Linked DNA regions of Anser cygnoides: region 1 is linked to region 2. Evidence: chromatin contacts called from public Hi-C data. All regions are on one chromosome and are shown on one strand. The core of a region is the stretch at or near the end of the contact, and the rest is flanking DNA. Distances in the headings are between cores, read along the strand shown. Region 1 holds the start of LPIN3 (lipin 3). Region 2 overlaps TOP1 (DNA topoisomerase I).

The links. Hi-C and Micro-C count contacts between places; a contact is called where the count stands out from the background.
Region 1: a contact with region 2 is called in a Hi-C map of liver, with 5 times the contacts expected there. The contact joins the promoter of LPIN3 here to the enhancer-like site in region 2. A contact is called at or near these places in 2 of 7 Hi-C or Micro-C datasets (both in liver).

Annotation. Positions count from the first base shown.
Region 1 is chr16:14,377,640-14,382,125 of Taihu_goose_T2T_genome, reverse strand. It overlaps LPIN3 (lipin 3), which reads right to left and starts at 2,519. Exons shown (of 20, transcript XM_066978539.1): 1 at 2,377-2,519. It overlaps ZHX3 (zinc fingers and homeoboxes 3), which reads left to right and starts at 889. Exons shown (of 4, transcript XM_013192941.3): 1 at 889-1,039.
Region 2 is chr16:14,244,617-14,248,750 of Taihu_goose_T2T_genome, reverse strand. It overlaps TOP1 (DNA topoisomerase I), which reads right to left. Exons shown (of 21, transcript XM_066978074.1): 3 at 574-676. Among named protein-coding and RNA genes, the nearest start is that of TOP1, 29 kb to the right of the region's middle. Within about 2 kb of position 2,615, at least 1 of the 3 cell types and tissues checked has open chromatin away from gene starts, as enhancers often do. A contact at or near this core is called in liver, where this site is marked.

The DNA.
Region 1 (4,486 bases), core at 1,270-3,769, 130 kb before region 2:
AGCTGCATCCCCAAGGAAACCTGCCACCATCTCCTCAGCTGTCTGGAGCAGCCACAGAGCCTCCTCAATTTCCCTCTGCCCCAGAAAAAACACCTCCTGCGTCCAGCCGGTGGGTGAAAGGGGGGACGCGCCGTGTCAGTGAGGGGCTGTTCCCCCCCCTCTTTGTATTTCGACAGCTGCTGCAGGAAAGCCGGGAGGCAGCCAGCTCTGAGGATGCCTCCAAGGTGGGGCTGGTGTCAGTTCTGCCTCCTCCCTCAGCCATCCCATTATTTCTCCTGGTTGTTCCCAGCTGTTCGAGCTTGTCTCTGAGCAGCCTGGCAGCCCCTCGGGACGCTTTGCCTCTGAACCCTCCTCGCTGCTCGGTCCTTTGCGGGCCTGGGGTGGAACATCTGGAGGAAGGCTGGATGCAAGCGGGAAGCCGGCTGGCTGGGACCGACACAGCTCGGCTCGCCAGGGGCACTGCAGCGGAGCAAGGATTCATCCAGGGTGGGAGGGGAGAGCTGAGCTTTGCCTGTCAGGAGGCTGTGACCGCTTACGGTGATGGTCAGGGGCTATGGCAAGGCCGGGGGGCTCCAGCACCCAGCTGTAATTCGGGACAGGGCAATGGTGAGCAGCAACACGGCGCCCCAAAGCCGGGCAGGGATGTTCCCCTGCAAGGCTGGTGGGGCTGGGGAGTCCTCACCAGGGCCGGAGGCTTGGATGCAAAAAGCCCTTCCCAAGCCCTGCGTCGCTGCCCCTGCACCTCGCAGGGGGAAGCAGCCTTTTGAAAGCAGGGAGAGCGCCCGGCAGCACGGTGCTTCCTGCCTCGCTCAGCTGGCCGCTCCGATTTCCTTCCCCGGCTCAACAAAGAGCTGCGCGGGCTGGTGAAAGGGGTGATTCAGCAAAAGAGGACGCGGGGAGCGAGGCAGGAACGCCGTCAGCGCAGCTGGACGGGGTGAGCTTCCCATCCAGCAAAAGCAAAAGCAAAAGGCAGCAAGGCTCAGGTGTCCCGCTAGCTCGGGGAGGTTCTGGAGCCAGGAATGCAACAGCAAAACGCAGGGTGGGTTGGTTTTTTTTTTTTTTTTCTCTTTTCCATTACCAGAAAGATCAGGTCAGACTGGCGTGGCATGTGATGGAGTGGGTGGAAAGCCATTTTGCCCCGAGAGGAAGAAATGCCATCCCCAGTCGCCAACTGCAAGCATCGGAAAAGCCTGAATTCTGGCCACGGGACCGGCTGAAAACCGCCCGTCCTGCTCCATAAACCCGCTCCGCCGATCTGGATCTGACCTCCCACTTTCTGACCTGCTGAAAGTTCGCGTTCCTGCCCCGAAACAAAGGGCTCGAGCCCCCTCGGAAAGAAAAACCGGAGCGCGGCAGCTCCCGCAGGCGGGGGCCGCCGGGGGCCGGGGCTGTCGGGGGACGCGGGGCACCCTAGGGAAGGGGGCGAGGAGGGAAGCCCCCAGCCCGCGGCTGCCCGGGAGCCCCCGGCTGCCCGCCCCGGCCGCTCCCTGAGCCGCCCGTAACGCGCAGCCCCCGAGGCGCTGCCCCAGCCCCGGGAGCGCGCCCCGCGGCTGCCGGCCCCCCGGGGGCGCGCGCCCGGCCCCCCGCGGCCGCCGCGCTCTGACACGGACGCGCGCCCCCGCTGCCGAGCCGCGCGCGCGCGCCGCCGCGGTGACGTCACCCCCCCCCCCCGCCTCCCTCCCGCCCTCCCCCGGCGCTGATGCCGCTGTGTGTCGCGCCCGCCCGCCCCGCGCTCATGCCTGCGCTCGGCGGCGGCGCCCGCCCGCCCCGCTCAGCCGCCGGGGCCGGTGCCGGTGCCGGGGCCCTCGGCCGGGGGTGAGTGCCTGGGGGAGGGAAGGAGGAGGGGAGCGGGGGAGGGTCCGGGGCCGCCGCCGCCTCCCCTCGGTGCCCGCCTCCTCCCCGCCGTCCCCAGCCGGGCGGCCCCGGCAGGTGAGGGAGGGCGGGCGGGGGGGCCGGGGCTGCCCGGTTCGGGGGGCGCCGGGGGCAGCGGGGCCGCCCCGGCGGGAGGGAGGCGGTGCCCGGCCGCTTTCGGCAGGTAGGAGCCGAGCCGCGGGGAGGGGGCTTCAGCCTGCGGCCCCTGGGCTCGGGGAGGGGGGGGGGGGGGCTGAGCGGGGGCTGCTGCCGCCGCCGGGGGGGCTCCGTGTGCCCTGTGCGCGGGGCGGCCGAGGGGCTGGGGCGGGGGTCCCGGGGGGGTGGGGGCCCAGGGGTGCTCGTCCTGGGGGTGCCCCCCCCCCGCCGGGAGCGCCCGGCCCCCCGAGCCCCGTCCTGGGCGCCCCGCGGGGTGCTGCGCGCCAGCCCCGGGTGCCCGGAGGAGGGCTGTGAGCCCCTGCGGGACGGGGGGCTTGGGGGGGGGGCGAGCTGCGTCCCGCGGGGTACCTGCAGGGCTCCGTGCCGGCCCTTCTTCGGCTGCCAGCCCCCGAGGAGCCTTCAGCCCCCCGCGGGCACCCTCCTCGTCCCGGCCCAGCTGCTGGCCCCCGCCGCCGGCTCCCCGAGGGGGGCGAATCTCCGCGGGTGCGGAGCCAGGAGTGCGCTTCGCTGTCCGGAGCGGCTTACTCCCAACCGATCGCTCTTTAAGGGCTGAGGAGGGGGAAGAGGAAAAGAAAACTAACGCAGAACGCCAGATGAGAGGCAAACAAATCAAAGCGAGCCTCCTATTTACTGCTGGGGGAAGCTGCAATTTACTGATAACTCCGGTTAGCCGGGCTGGGACTGTGACCTCGGCGTGTTTTACAGCTCTGGATCCGCAGCTCGGCGGAGGCAGCAGGCTGCTTCGGCCCCTTTATTGTTTCCTCCTAACTCGTCGCAGTAACGTGCGGCACAGTAATGCCCGCGCGGTCTTTGGGCCCTGACCCACCTCTGGGGGTGGCGAAGAGGAGGCCGTGGGGCTGCGTTTTGTTTCCGACACAGCCTAGTCTGTGGCATCCCCTAACGGGACTGGAGACGGCTGGGGTTCGGCAGGGGCTTCCCTGACGGGGTTCAGCCTCCCCAGCTCTTGCTGCTGTAAGAAAGCCGGGGCGATTTGAAGCCCCCGAGTCGCTCCTGGTAACACCTCGCTGTCGGTGGGATGGTTGCTGACCCGGACCTGCCCGCTGTGGGTTTCTGCCTCCCGTCGGCAGTGGTGGGTGCTGCGGGGAGCCCCGGGGCGGGCAGTGGCAGCACTCGGGTGGCTTTAAGGGTGCACAGCAGCAAGCTTTTCCTTTCCCTATTCAGACCTCCTCTTCTCCCCTTCCAAAAATGTGCTGCCTCCGTGGATGTGAGCTATGCTATTTTCTTTATCTTCTGCTCCGGTTACTATGGTGCTGGTGTGTGAAGCAGCTCCGCCAGCTACTCTGGGAGCTCGTAAAAAACCTCAAACTTGGTGTCCCCTCGCCGGTGAGCAGGGAGCGCCGCGTCCGGCCCTTACCGAGCCGCTCCCCGTTTGCGTGGCCTGCCGTGAAGTGGGTCTGGAGGCTGGGCAAGGTCCTCGGGGAGCCTGCTCCGAGGTTTCCAGCAAAACACTGACTTCAGCAGTGTGAGGCCGGTGCTTGGCTTCACTCTTCGTTGTCATCACCGACCTCGGGGCTGGCCCTCGGAGGCGGCGAGCCCTGGGAGACCTGCGTGCATCCCCTCCCGGGCACCGGGCTGCTCGTTTCCTGCCTGGTGCAGACAGGGCTGTAGCTCACTCGGAAGGCTGTTGGGAATGGAAACAAATAATTTAGAGTCTGTGGAAATCCGTGCAAACAAAAGGCAGAAGATGGGAACAGACGTTTCCCCCGGCGCCACCGTCCTGCTCGGCCCTTCCAGCTTGCATAAGCGCCCGAGCAAACTCGCGGCTGCTGGTTCGGTGCCGCCTGCCTCGCTAGGGCAGGCCTCGCTTCCCACCTCTGACATCTTGCCTTTCTGTCTTTTTCTACCTGATTTGCATGGAAAAAGGCACAAGGGGGGATCCATCCCACGGGGAGGCGGTGGGAGCGGATCCCGAGTTTGCTCGCTGTCCGTGCAAGTTGCTGTCGCCCTTCTTCTCGCAGGGAGCTGGCCTGGCCCTGAAATCCGGGGATTGCTCGGGGCAGCAGGAACCCAGCGCCAGGTCTGGGTTCCTCCCACCTCGCCGGGGCACAGATTTGTCATTCCTGAGGGTGATTCACCCCGTCCAGACTCTGATTCACCCCCGGAGGTGCTTCTCCCTGTGCATTAATTAAACAGGAGCCTGGGATGATGATGTTTATGACTTAGGCACCTGTTCCAGGTGGAATAAAGCTAGGTCCTGTTGCAGAGGCTCATCTGGAGGAGATCCTGCTTGCTGCGGGACTGGCAGTAAGATGGTGGGGAAGGTCTGCAGCATCTCTTGCCCTCTTTCAGCTGTGATGGCTTTCTTGCTTTGTTGAGTCGGAGAAGGGTGATGTTTCTAATTAAAAAGAAGAAAAAGTCATGTACTTCTCCCATTCTTTGTTTGTTTTCTGGTGTGTTTTTTTTTTCTCTGGACAAATGTTCTAAATAACAAAGCTTA
Region 2 (4,134 bases), core at 1,366-3,865:
GCAGTTGTCATGCGGACCAGACAAACCAGCAGGCAATCCTTTCAGATTTATCATCTAACCCAGCAGCTGAGACGTGCTCATAATGCCTGGCGAATGTAAAAAGGATTGCCCCACAAGCTGCCTGACAGCGCTGAGATATTCAGTCGTTATAGGAAAAGGCCAAGGACATTGCCATCACTCCAGGGGACCATTTTTCCAGATGCTACTAATTATTAGGAGGCTGAGTAGTCACATCAGGTTCATCTATGCTAAAACAGCAGGGTTTACAGCAACACTTATGAGTGCTCCACGTTTCTGACAAACAATTGCAAACACACAAAAGATTACGAGCAAAATTCATCAGTCTCCATGAAGATGAGGTTAAACTAGTTTTCACCTTCAGTCACACTATGCTACAATAATCTTATATACAAAAATATTGGATCCCATTTGCAAGATGCACAGCTTAAGCTACCCATATAGAAATGCATGCAATTACATAATTTAGACTTTAATCACCTACACTCGTAAATTCTAAGATTGCATGAGCAACAGAGGTTTAACCTACGAGGGTTTGGTCAATTTTTTCCTCACCTATTACTGTGCTTGGACTTTTCCCGGTCTTTTTCCTTGTCCTTCTTGTGCTCTTTGTGCCGGTGTTCTCGGTCTTTGTGTTTATCTTTGTGTTTGTGAGAATCTGCAAGCAGAGAGGCAAAAAAAATTAAGAAATGAAGTTGGGAGAAAACTCCATGCCTCCCTCATGAACCTCTGCATGTTTCCCCACCCCATTCAAGTATTTCGTGAGATGCAAAATTTGTAACAAAAATCTTAGTTTTCAGAGGTCCTAAATGGATTCATTGTTCCTGCAGGACAAGTTAATTTACCTTGGCAACAGCTGCATTTATACGGTCCTTAGTTCAATGATCTTTAAAACCTTTACAGATCCTGAAGAAACACGACCCATTTTGTTAACTAGTTAAGTATGGCTACAGCAAGTTGAATCTTTCTGCAGAGACGGGAAACCTAGCTTCCTATGCCTGTCAATATTTCATGTCAAATAGATTACAAGGATACAGAAACCGAGCATAAAGCTGAAACGTTAGGCTTGCTGGATCTAAAATGTAGTCACTATTTCCACAAGTATCTAGTCTAGACAAAGAGCACCAACGCTCCCCCCCCTTAAAATCATCTTAATTTTATGCCCACATGGCATGACAGGCACACGGCGAGGGAAAGATCAAATGATGAGGGAAGAGGAAAACAAAAGATGAAGGAAGAAAAACAGACAGGGAACTCTCTCCTCATGCCGTCTCCTGCAGGGGACACTAGGAGACACTTACCTCCCTTCCATAACAGGGCCCAGACAGTGCAACGGGAGAGCTGCAATGAGCACGTGCTGGTGGAAACCCACCTACACAGGTCAGGACCGGTCCAATTTAAGTGACGAGTCAGAAATAGGAGATGGCACACACAGTGAGTGTACACAAACACTGTAATTTTAGTGGTATCAATTTCTACTTCCAGTAACATTTTCCATCCTCGGTGACAACTGCACCGTGCAATAAACAATGAGGTCCTTCCAAAGCACCAAAGAAAACAAGATCCGCCAAAGTGAAAGAGCAACAGAGTTGGAATTTTAACTAAGCACTGAGGAGCATTTTTAGGCCCATAAATGTTCTTTATAAGTAGATCAGGAAGGAGCTGAGGCTGAATTAGCACCTCAAGCTCAGGACAAAAGGCACAACCACCTGCAGGCAAGGTCACTCCTGTAACCCATGCCAAAACACTCCCCTCAACTTCTTTTTTTTTTTATACACATTTCTCAAGCAACTAAAATTAAATAGCTCTTCAGGATACCTGAAAGGCTGTGATGACTTTGGCAACTGCTTTCGGATAATAGTGCCAGCACTTCCACCACAGATCTTGGATGTAAGGCAGTAATGATTAATCGATTGTAAAGATGTTAACATGCCTCTAAAAAGGCGACTGCCCCCGTATGACAATAGGAAACTGCAACAGAAGGAGTTTGAGATTTCCACAGTCACAAGGGAAATGCATTGCACAGCCAGGAACCGCCTCATCCTCCACGTCTTTTGCCACAAGTTCATTTTTCTCCTTACCTGACACCAGTGCTTCCAAACTCACAATATTCAACCGGTTTTTGTGGGGAGCCCCCCAGTCACACATTTCCACAGATCGCAACCTGCTGCTGCCCTAACTTCAGGTGCTGCTGTCAGACACCTGCAGGAAAACAGCACAAACCAACACACGAACGTTGACGTTGAAGCCTCCAGCCTGCCTTCTGCCTCGATCCTCCCAAACTTGGCAACACTTCCCGGTGCTGCCCTCCACACCACATACACATTTGAAGAGCAAGATCGAATTTTCTGCCCTTTGATACCCAGGTATGTGGCAGGATTTGTGCAACATTTGGCGTTAGAGCATAACCACCTCAGAGTTTGCAAGTACCCAAACAACAAAACCTATTTGCCAGCAACCTCTAACATACCGTGCAGGGACCGGACACCTACGCTCTCTGAAGTGCCAAGAAGCAATTTCTTGGTACCCTTCTCCTTCCCACCAGGACAGCACACATTTCACTGGCAAAAGCGTTTTCGCAGCACATTTCACACTTCAGATTCTTCAATTTAGCCAGGAGCTGGAAGTTCAGGCTGTTTGCAAACTGCCTGCATTTTATTCCACAGAGTTCACTCCCCAATTCCTAAAGCACCGGCTGAAGCGAACAGCCATCTATTGACACTTGATGAGTAGGTAAATCACTAGAAAAAACATCACGATGCTATACACAGAAATACGCACACTCATTTTACAACATACTCATTTTTAAGGGAGCAGAAACCAACACGCAATTTTTTTATAACAACAAACTGATGGAAAATGTGTGCAACTATTCAATGCTATTCTCTTTAGAGTCTAGGGCCACGTGATCATTTTTTGCAAAACCCCACAAAATGGAACAGCCTTTTCCTTTCATCTCCAGATGCCCTTCCAACTGACTTGTGCTTTCCAGCTGAAATTAGTATTTGCTTTTGAGAAGTAGTTCTAGGGCCATACCCGTGGAGTCACTGGAGCCCAACAACGCAATCCTCTGCTCTGCTTCCAATAACTCATTGCTTTCAGGCAACGCAAGCCTGGTACAAGAGTGAAAAAAAATGATTAAACTAGCTCTGCTTGGTGGCATTTGTCTTCCCTAGCTTTCCATTGCTGAAAGACTTCTAGCAGAAAGGCCTTTTTATAGAGGTATTCTGCCTAAAAGGCAGGCCTTAGCGGCTGGGGAACAGGAGGTTGTGTGCGTGGTTTTGTAAGCAGAAGGGAAAAGCTGGCGGGAGAGCTTTAACCTGAGTGCAGTCAACCCTGGATACGTACTGGGCCTCTCAACACACCGGACAACACCTGAAATTCAGTACTTCCATGCAGGCAAGCATACTACCTCCCAGACACATCTCCTAAGAATTAAATTACTCTGGAATATTTGCCTAGCGCTCAGACTCCATGCTGTCGCTTTCTGACACCATGCCATAAGGTAGGTTAAGACTGAGAACTTCTAAAGCTTTTATTAAATAACCCTGAGCCGACACATGAACATCACCAGAAGGCATTGAAACTCTCAGATTTTTTTTATTTTTATTTTTTTGAGGGTGGAGCTGAATGCAGTTCAGGAGACTGGATTGCTAAAAAGGACACAATAGCACGTCATATATTTTTTTCCAGACTGGCTTTATCTAGCAGGCCAACTTGGTGGTTATTTGGTGGCTGACAAAACAAGTTCAGCTATTCCAGTTTGTGTCCCCACTTCACAGAAACCAGTATGACATCCTCTCCACCCCATTACACAGGCGGCAGAAAACTGAATTTAGAACGAAACTTTAGGACACAATGGAGCTCCTCACACCAAACCTCATTAATACAGAAGAGATCAATGGAAATGCTCATGACTACCGTCTATATCTTCTTTGATGTGCTTCGTGTATCAATTCCTAGAAGAATCCTTCAGCCTCCAGTAACTCTCCCCCAGCTTGCAGCCAACTAACAGTTGACCAGATCCAGCCTCACATGAGCTGCAGTGAGGTCAGACACTATCACACACATTTACATTTGTTTCCTGCCTTTTATGTCTTTCCTTATGTCTGCTCC